Linked DNA regions of Gasterosteus aculeatus: region 2 is linked to region 1. Evidence: chromatin contacts called from public Hi-C data. All regions are on one chromosome and are shown on one strand. The core of a region is the stretch at or near the end of the contact, and the rest is flanking DNA. Distances in the headings are between cores, read along the strand shown. Region 1 holds the start of LOC144388346. Region 2 overlaps scn3b (sodium channel, voltage-gated, type III, beta).

What was found. A called contact is a pair of places that touch in the nucleus more often than the background predicts.
Region 2: a contact with region 1 is called in a Hi-C map of skeletal muscle, with 4 times the contacts expected there. The contact joins the enhancer-like site here to the promoter of LOC144388346 in region 1. A contact is called at or near these places in 2 of 6 Hi-C or Micro-C datasets (both in skeletal muscle).

Annotation. Positions count from the first base shown.
Region 1 is chr1:9,376,807-9,381,799 of fGasAcu3.hap1.1, forward strand. LOC144388346 reads left to right here and starts at 3,673. Exons shown (of 15, transcript XM_078089076.1): 1 at 3,673-4,001; 2 at 4,199-4,417; 3 at 4,542-4,648. The coding sequence starts at 3,767.
Region 2 is chr1:9,415,753-9,421,356 of fGasAcu3.hap1.1, forward strand. It overlaps scn3b (sodium channel, voltage-gated, type III, beta), which reads left to right. Exons shown (of 6, transcript XM_040185964.2): 4 at 1,325-1,463; 5 at 3,000-3,083; 6 at 3,596-4,556. The coding sequence ends at 3,063. Among protein-coding and RNA genes, the nearest start is that of scn3b, 6.6 kb to the left of the region's middle. Within about 2 kb of position 4,344, at least 1 of the 9 cell types and tissues checked has open chromatin away from gene starts, as enhancers often do.

The DNA.
Region 1 (4,993 bases), core at 2,423-4,922:
TACTGACATGGCAGGTTGTACTCGCCTAATGAAATGATATCATGTGCATAGGTTCAAAGCATGCCACCCAGTTCCCCTGTCCTCGCGGATACTACAACCCAGAGCCCATGACTCACAGTCTGGACAGCTGCCTGCCTTGTCCACCTGGACACTACTGTGAGAAGGAGAGGCTGACCAAAGTGTCTGGGAAATGCAAAGCTGGTCAGTTTGTTTGTTTTTGTGACCTTCACATCCATAAAGCCTTTTTGTTTTTAGGGGTTCTAAAGCAGTCTGCAAGGCCTCTGGGTGGCAAACAAAGAGTGCATGTTAAGATTAAAGCTTAACACTAGCTACATCTGTCAGCATTTTACTGCTTCTCTTTTTACAGTTTTCTTCTAGCATTCCAGCAGCAGCGGCAGCTTTTAGTTCATCTCAATGACCTAATGCACCGTCATTTTTACTTTCTGACGCTTGGGTTTAATTTCTCTCAGGTTGGTTCTGTGTGTCAGCAGCTTGGACCTCCCAGCCTTTCGATCTGGACAATTACACAAATGCCAACTGCCTTTGCCCAGCTACATCCACAGGGGGGCGCTGCCAAGTGGGCTTTTACTGCCCTTTAGGTAGCTCAGAGCCCGTGCCATGTCCACCTGGAGCCTTCTGTAACATCTCAGGTATTTTACAGGAATACAACACGTATTTGAATTCACTCAAAGACACATTGTAGTTTTTGCCAACATTACAAATTACATGACTTGACATGATATACAAACCAAAATTGCAGGATGTCAGCCTTGAGGTTTATAGTGTGTATCATTTCTCTGTATAAAAATATATATATATATATATATATATATATATATATTACCTATGTGACTTATGATGCTCAAAAGGTTTGGCTCGGCCGATGGGTCCCTGCTTCTCTGGGTATTACTGTGTGGGAGGAGCCACCGAGGCGAAGCCAACAGATGGAGAAACGGGCAGCATCTGTCCACCTGGGGCGTACTGCGGTAAGCCCTGCTTTACAGCATTGGAACGGTTTTAATACTAACCTACCAACAAACTTAAAGCATACTAAACAAGAAAAGTGAAGTAATTGTCAAAATGAACTGTGCCTTTGATCTTCAGATACCTGCCATCATATCGCCACCACACATTAAGTCCGCCCCTCAGAAATAAAGAGCAAAAAGTCTATTCGTAAGAATGTTTATATTGCTACATACTGTAGGGACTTTAGGGAAAAAAACGTTCCTTGGAATTGGAGTTATTTTTACAGCAAAAGGGCCTCTGTCTTTAACATTGCAGTCCAAAGACATGCAAATTAGGTGGACTAGAGACTGAAGTCGCTGTATGACTCAGGTGTACTTGACACCTTAAATTACTCATGGGTGTGAGTCATCCTGTGCCTGTTTTTTCAGCCTGTTGATACACTTGTAGGGTATCTGCACACTTTTTACTCAGTGCATCGTCTTAAAAACTTTTAGAATGAAATGAATGAAAGACTATATTAACCATTTCCCTTTTCAGTTGAGGGCTCAGGAGAGCCGGATTTGTGTCCAAGTGGTACTTTTTCCTCAGTGCCAGGTCTAAACAGTGAGGCTGGCTGTCAGAAATGCACTGCTGGTTTCTACTGCAAAGGAGCAGGTCTCAGAGCTCCGACTGGACCCTGCAGCCAAGGTGAATCCATGCGTTTAACGTTTTGGGCCGTAGCTACTTGAATAAACATCGGCGTGTTTGATGCATTGCTTAACACCTCTCCAAGCTCCTTTACATTTTTGCACCCTTGTCTGTACTGTGTCTCTTGTCACCTCGGTAGGGTTTTGGTGCCCACCAGGTCAGACTGTGCCTACAGCTCTGCCGTGTCCTCCAAGCCACTTCTGCTCACAGGGAAGTGCAGCTCCCGTTCCGTGCCCATCAGGAACCTACCAGGACAGAGAACAACAGTCAGCCTGTGCTGTCTGTGAAGCAGGTAGGGTAGCTTTATTCTCTCTTTTTTTCTTAGCACAAGCACAGTTTTACTTTATTTAAAACAAAAAATACAGGTTGACCTTGTGTCATTTTATGCTGAACAGGCTGTTATGAAACTCCCCCCTAAAGCACTCCAGCAGAGTTTAATTTATTGAAGTTGATGGCTTGTTCCAATGCATCTGTTCCACTTATTAAATAGCACTTTACTACATAGTTTTCTGTAAGAGTATTTTTAAATTTTATTTGATATTCCATTATCAAGTTTTCCCCATAGCGTTGATAATTTTAAAAAACATGTATTTCTTCTTTTTCAAGGTTACTACTGCGATTTGAGACGGTCCAATGTTTCTATTCTGAGGCCTTGCCCTGAAGGACACTACTGCCCTGCAGGTACAGCCCTGCCCAACCCCTGCCCCATAGGCTCCTTCAACCCCAGAGAGCGCACGCACAGTGTTGCAGGCTGCACGCCATGTGCTGCTGGACAGTACTGTCCTTTTGTAGGACTTTCAGAGCCGGCAGGTGAGAGAGAGAGAGAGAGGGAGTTGTCTTCTCTTGTTACTGTCTCGTTCATCCATTAAATAGTAGGTACCGCTATTTATGTGACGATGGAAAAAAAAAACATTTTAATGACCATGTCTGATCAGCAAATGGATGTTCATTGAGACGTGTATTTCCTATAAGCCTGTCTTTTCATGTTATACATTATGTTCTGCTATGGTTCATTGAGGTGTTAATGTAATGTCCAGTATGAGCTTACCCTGTGTCTATCTTCAGTAATTATTAACGGTTTTCCTAAATAGAAACTATCCAAACTTTATTGCAGACATCTTTGGATGTACTGTATTTGAGCTGTGACTTTAAAATGATGTGTTTTGATGTTCTTCCTCATATAGGATCTTGTAATGCTGGTCATTGGTGCAGAGGGGGGGCATCCTCTCCCAGTCCTCTGGATGGAGTCTCAGGTTCCTTGTGTCCACCTGGTCAATACTGCCCCACAGGTTACTGGCTTGCCGTCCTTTATCAACCAATCAGCCAGCCGCTCTGTCAGTACTGTGTACTGTTGATGCCTGAAATGTGACACGGTACAGGCGGTCCCCAATTTCAAAACAATAGTTTTAGAAATCCAGCGCTGATGCAGCTTTTTTTGCAGGCTAATGCAACCAAATTTATACCGTGTGAAGCTATTAACATTCTACCCCATTTTATCCAAGGGCTACAATGTGTTATTCATGCAAATCACCATTTGGTAGCCCAGGGGATGTGCTGACAACATTAGTCTTGTTATTTTGTAAGTTTTCTTAAAATGAATTTGTGCACTTGCTCGTTCTGACTTGGGGGCACTGACCTCTGCTTTAAAGACATTGCTGAAACGTGAACTCTGCTTTTTTTCTGCATGCAGCAATCGGATGCCTGAGTACCTCACTTATCTAGTTACACTTGAATTCTTCAAGTGTGTAAACCTTATTATATAACCCAATAACTGCATTGCTGTTGGCATCTTTTAATAGTCTCTTTTTCTGCATAGTCATCTGTTCAACGGAATTGAAAATGAGAGTTGAACTTCACGTCATCTTCACAGGCACCACAGCACCAATGGCCTGCCCTCAAGGAAGCTGGTCCAACGCCTCAGGTCTGCGTAAGCAGGAGGACTGCGCACCCTGTTTAGGGGGATTTTACTGCAACTCTGTCGGCCTCACCAAACCTAGTGGACCCTGCATCGGGGGGTACACCTTGCTCAGAAATTGATGTTCTTGCGCCCACGTTGTTGTTTGGAACTTCCTTGTATTCCTTCATTTTTTTTCATCCATGTCACAGAGTTTCCATGCTCTTATGTGTGTTACGCAGGTATTACTGCGTAGAGCGAGCCGTTACATCCGCCCCTACTGATGGAGTTACGGGCGGACCGTGTCCTGAGGGATACTACTGCCCAGAGGGCACTGTTCTACCTGTGCCCTGTGATCTAGGGACATATGCTGCTGTCACACATGCTACGCAGTGTGAGCCCTGTGTGCCAGGCTGGTACTGTGTGTCCGGCTCGCTTTCTTTGTGTCCTACAGGTGTGTAGCTTTCTGTTTGTATGCCTTTTCAAACCCTTAAACATAAGTTGTATGCTATTAAAATGAAGTTGTTGATTATCAAACAAAATACTTGATGAGTGAAAAAGCTGATCCAGCAAAATATTTTAATACATTTGCTGTAAGCCCCGAACCCTTTATGCCCATTCATATCCTTGTGTCTGTGCTGTGGCCTGCAGGCTTTTATTGTCCCGAAAGGACTGGATTTGACTTGAGAGGCTGTCCAGAGGGAACTTACGGCCCTGATCCTGGCTACTGGTCTGTTTCTCAGTGCAGGCAGTGTGACGGCGGCCATTACTGCTCTTCCAGAAATGGCACCGCTGTCACTGGACCATGTCATGAAGGATATTACTGCTCACATGGAAACACTTCTCCCCAACCTCAGTCCCAGGCTGCAGGTAAACAAACGTATTTTGCAGACACGGTCACACATTCAGAAAATAAAGTACAGTGTAATATGGGAATACCACAGTGGTTCTCCATCAGATAAACGACAGATTTGTTCCCTGTGTCTCTCACCAGAAAAGGGAGGAACATGTCCTGCCGGTCATTACTGCCCCCAGGCCACCGTCCATCCTCTGCCCTGTCCACGGGGAACTTTCACTAACCTCACCAAGTTGGTCTTCCAGGTCACTTTCACTCTCATGTATCCTTCTAAATTAGTGTAATTTTCTTCAGTTAGAATAAGATACAATGATGCATTGAATTGTGAACATTTGCAGGATGAATCAAATGCTCAACAAAAAATATTAATATATTCCCTATCTAATTCAAAACTCGTAATTCATAAAACATGATAATCGCATTTATAATCATTGCACATTGTAATTATGTGAATATGAATACATACATGATATATGTACTTTCAATTTGAAGACTGGGAATCAATTTTAAAACTGGAATTTAAATGGAATTACTGGCTAAATATTGCAATAACTCCCTCTCTCTTTCTCTGTGTCTTTCTCATTTCCTCT
Region 2 (5,604 bases), core at 3,094-5,593, 40 kb after region 1:
AGTGGTTCACAATGGCTCATAATGATCCTGCAATGAAAGATGTTAAAGGATAGGTTCCGATGTTTTCCAAGTCAGCTTGGCATTTGCTTGAATCATTCCTTATTTAAATTTCCGTAATTCCAAAAAATGTTTGTAATCATATTTAAGTGATGGAGACAATCCACAGTCCTAAAATAACAAAATAGAAATGAGTTCATCTTAATTCAGTGTTCTTTTTTGTTTGGAATAAAAAGAGGACATCTGCACTAAAAGCAGTGTAACTATGGCAGATATCTGCTTAATATGAAAAACAATACAGCTCAAGCCTCATAATAACTTCATAAATACTGACAATTTTGTCCACCATCACTTAAACTGAAGGTTTCCGTCCATAAGGACATCAGAGTAGTGTTTTAAAAAATACAAACATATTCCCTTTCAAGTAAAGTACATTTAAGGATATAATTTATTGAATCATATGAAACACGTCTTACATTTGTGTACTTTAAAAGTATGACCTACGTTTGAGGTGTTTAATGCCACGAGAACCACTGTGACTTTGCATATCTATCATATTTGACATTTAAAGGTACCCTGTGGAGGTCCTAGCAGCTGTCTGGAACATTGTTTTTTCGGTTTGTCTGGTTCATACGGCCATAACATAAGGACACACATGCATCCTGCCCTTTCTTTTCACACTACTCTACCAGTGAACAGTTGTTTGCTAACAACAGAGAGATGAATGACAACAACTGTGGCGATGCAGGGAAAAAAGCAGCAATAAGAAGAGGTTGGATGTAAACAATGCCCGATTTAAAGCATTTAGAAAAAGCAATTGGCTCTGCAAATGTTTTTTGTTGAAGATAAGATTAGATCCTTTACCAGTCCTGCATTAAAGGAAATGAACACAACACCTCTGCTTAACCGTAAGGATATAAATAATGTATTCGGGGAAAAAAAAATTCTAACATAGTTTTTGTTTACCGATAAGAAAACTCCACAAGCCACCTTTAACTCCTTCTGTTATCATTCTACCACAGGCACTGCCATAATCGTCTGTATGCAACATAGTTTGTGCATCATTTTTAAAAGTCTCAAACAGGATCCCCACTGCTGCATTGTAATAATAGTGCACCCATTGAGTTGGACACAACTTTTACCATAGAACTATTGCCTTCTCTTTACTGACTGAGAGTTGTAGGTGAGCAATGTTGCACGTACATGAACAAGCTTAACAATTACTTAAATATCATGTACATAGAAAGTCTCTCCCACGCAGAGACGTTCATAGGTGGCTGCACACCGGATAATACATGTTCCCTGCTATTGTGTGTGTGCTCCACAGCCACTGGAGATGCCGCGGCGCTCTACTCTGAGATCATGATGTATGTGCTGCTCGTCTGCTTGACCTTCTGGCTGCTGGTAGAGATGGTCTACTGCTACAGGAAGATTTCCAAGTCAGATGAGCAGGCACTGGACACAGCGTGAGTCTCCCACAGACACAATAGTGTAGATGTAAGCAGAGACAAGCGAGAGCTTCGGCGCAAAAGAGAGCAGATCATTGGAAAAAAAAATAATTTAAAGTGCAACTGCAGCGCAACTGGGTGCGTGGGATGGGTCACCAAGACGATGTGTGTGGGTCTGGTCCTTACATATTAATAATCATTTAGAAACAGGTCTGAACGAGAAATTATGGAGGCAAACAGTGACAAAAAACGTCCAGGGGAAGAACCCGACAGACAAACAGACAAAAAGTTAATTGAGTCAACACTGCATCAGTTTGTATTAACCCGCTGCGATAATCTGTCTTTTCACTTGGACTACCTGACAGGCCTGAATAATTCTAAGCACTGCTGACTGCTGTTTTTTTCCAAACAGCCTTTTTACATCAGCGTTGGATTTGCAGCTCTATCAGAATCATTTTCAGTTGCAGCTTGTCAGCACTGACAAAAGACTCAAGTGCGGCTGTATAGTCACCGGGTTGCCATGGCGTTGACGAGGCCAGTCAATCCAGGTTGACAAATTTGAACAGGCAATTTATGTCCCAATCAGAAAAATCACAGAGCACATGTGCTTATCCAGTTAATGTAGTTTTGAGGGTGATTAATCCTGATTCCAAATCTATTTTTACAGATTAACAGGGGTTGGACACAACACAACCTAAGAGGAAAACATTGTAAAAAAATATTTTTTCTGTGCTGTAATATCTTATCGTTAATTCTGGGAAGAGCATTAGTTACCCAGAAACACTGTTTGATGCAGACTTTTAAAATTAGGCATTACACAAATTGACAAAATACAATGCGAAAATATGACCATACGTTTTTAATATGTATATGTATGTGAATACTTTCTATATTTAAGATTTGGCAGGGCTCTAAGACATTGTGATCAGTTTCAGTATTTTCAGACAATTAATAGACAAAATAAAATGAGCCATCAATGAATCAGAAATGAAAGCCGCATGAAATCAATTAGTTACATACATAAATTGCTAAATAAAAGGTCATTTGAAAATAAAGGCAAAAGTTAAGGAGTGGCTGTTATTGACCAGTATGACACGCTCGTCTCACGGTGAGAAACACCACCCACTCGAAAAGGCCGTCTTGTGGGCTTCTCAGCTACTCAGGCTTAAAGGTTATGTGGGCTACCGAAACATTCTGAGGTTACATTTTGCAATGTTACTGAAAGGAAAGATAAAACGCAACCTGGGAAAGACTTGCGGGATTAAGGCTCCGTTTTAAATAAACTGACAGAGGTAGAAAATCGTTTTAACTATAATGGATTTGACTTTCTCTATTGAAATGGGAACATAATTCATGTTACTATATGAGGTTTTTGTTTCTTTCTGATGATAACAAGCCCCCCAAAGAATGTCCACAGTCCCACAAGGAAACAGTGAGCCGTTAAACCACTGTTCAAACATTAATCTGCACTATTTTGAAGTATTTGGGGATGGAAAGTGTCCCACCACCAGGTCTTAGAAAGCTGTTTCTGTTTTTATACCGATCCGCCTGCAGGACAAACTACCTAGCCATCCCTTCTGAGCAGAAGGACAACCCAGCCGCTCCTGTTACCGAATAAAAGCTGTTGTCAGTGACACGGTATTTTACATGTGAATCTCTCAATCTGATCCCGATCAGTGAAATCATCCCTCTCTTTCTCTCTCAATTCACAGTTTCCTTCTCTTTTAGATTCATAACTCATGTGAAACTTTGCAAGTCCTGTTGCATCAGCACCCTCTGTGTGTGTCCTCTTGATTGTTCCCTTTGCCATTTATGGAAATGTCTCCTGATCACTACCTCACTATTTGTTCTCTCTCCATTCAGTGTACATAGTTCAATATAAATCATGACAAGTACATGCAATAAAAAACACTCCTCAGTGCATATAAAGTTAATACATGTTAGCAATCTGAATTGTACAGCATTAGCATGCATATGAAGTAGGGTTCCAGAGTTATAATAACCCTAAAGGACACAGTTGTTTATGTTAATTTCCTGTTGATGTTGACTTTGCATATTGTTTCATTTCGCAGTGTGCAATTTACCATTGTTTGTTTTTACGCATAAATCATTTAATTGTTGAGTATGATGTACTTCTCTGCTCTCTTTAGATATTAACCAATCACGATGGAACTTGGACGACAGCAGAAGGCAAAGAGTCCACCAGCTGGACAGAGCCACTTGGAAGGTTTCATCACTCCCAAACAGCCATGGGAATCTGGCCCAAAAAGTGCTGCTTTTTCTCCTAATGTACTCTTATTTCTTTAACTTTCATACCAGGCATCTTACATGAATTGTTTTGTCAAATGCAGCAGGTTAAAGAACACAAATATCAGTGCCCTGCACAATATTATCAGATAAATGCCGTCTGTGCTTTGCCGTCGACTTTGTTCTCAGTAGTTAGTGGTGCCACTGGGACTTATAACCTCAAAACAAGAGAAATGATCCAATGAAAGAAACTGTCCTCTTGGCTGTTATATACAACTTGTGTACAGACTCTGCAGTTCTCGTTAAGTTAATTTTGTATCATTACAATTTATAGGCCGTGCCTGGATTTTATTCGTTCGTTTATTCGCCAACGTCTTTTTATGACAGTGGATGGAGCGTTTATACTGTATGAATGTGCAATTGTCTCTGTTGTACTGTGTGCATCGGTGAAACCGCAATGTAATGGAACAATAGAGATATTTGTATTGTATTTGGTGAATCTATGTGAGTCAATCTAAATTCCTCTAGAGGTCGTTAGGTATAAAAATGTTACATGTGTTCAGTACTGACGTCAAATTAAATCGAGGTTAAGTCTTACTTAAACTGTGGCTGGTGTTCTATAACAGCATTGCTATTGAGATGAAATGTGCGTGCAGCTGTATAGAAATGTGCATATTATTTCATCCAAAAAATGTGTGCGTGAGCTCCTATTGAACTATTAAATGCAATGCTTTTGTGTTGAAGCACTGTTTACTGAAAAGTTCTTACTAATGTTTAATTGTAAGTGCAGATGTTATTGGAATTACGCAGCAATTGAGTCCACTTGAATGGTGAGAGGAAAATACAATATCTACTTTCAGCACCATCTGTCTTATGTTCTTCTTATTATCTTTGGCTCTAGTGCTAATGAAATGTAAGACATGGGCTAAAAAACAACACAATAAGGAGCTGTTGTTTCCAGCTCCCATTAGTGCAGAAAAACAGCTAACGAATAAGCATTTCAATTTTCATTTACTTTTTAATGTCTGTCTAATAAAGCTGAAACAAAGCATAGGGTTATTTGGCGGAAGCAGAGCTGGTGCAGAAAAGCAGGAACAAAGATAAAGGGGAACTGTCAAAGGGAGGTGATGTACATTGCACTTTTAACTAGCCGTGACCCACAGCAGAGACGGATATAGCAGCAGCTGTTGTTATAGCAACCCAGGCATGCCTATAGTGAGGTAGATTGCCTGAGAAAGAAATTACTATGTGAGTTGGTTTATTACTTACCATGCATAAAATATATACAGAAGACACCAGTCCCCCAGCGTGCTTCACTAATAGAGGCTTAATAGACAGAAGAAATACCTACCAAGGCCAGATAAATTGTCTGAATAGCAAATTGTTCATGTAAAAAGTGAAACCGTTATCCATCAATCAAGTGGCCACAGATTCTGCAACACATTCCATAAACTCTGCAACAGTATGAACAGAATTACGGCTTTGCGATGCATAATAAAAGTGTACCTCCCCAAGGATATAACCCAATAAAATGGCCTACATTCTATCAATATGCGCCCCAACTGCCCTCTGTACTCTAGTATCATATCAAACCAAAAGTGTGAATTAGCCTTAACAATAAATACAATCGGTAGTAATTATTTTGCTCAATAATGGAATGGAATCTAATCACATGCTATGTCAGCACTGACATAGCATGTGATTAGATTGTCAACAAACAAGCACAAAGCTCCTAACACATGAACTTGGGGAACAATTTGAATAATGATCATTTTCTGGAGGTGTACATTTCTGAGATCAATTTGGATCAAATTGACCCAAATGGTAAAAGATGTTAGTAAATGTTAAGGTAACAGGGGCGTTTATATCCCATTCACATAGCAAAGCAGTCGGCAAACACATTGTACAATAC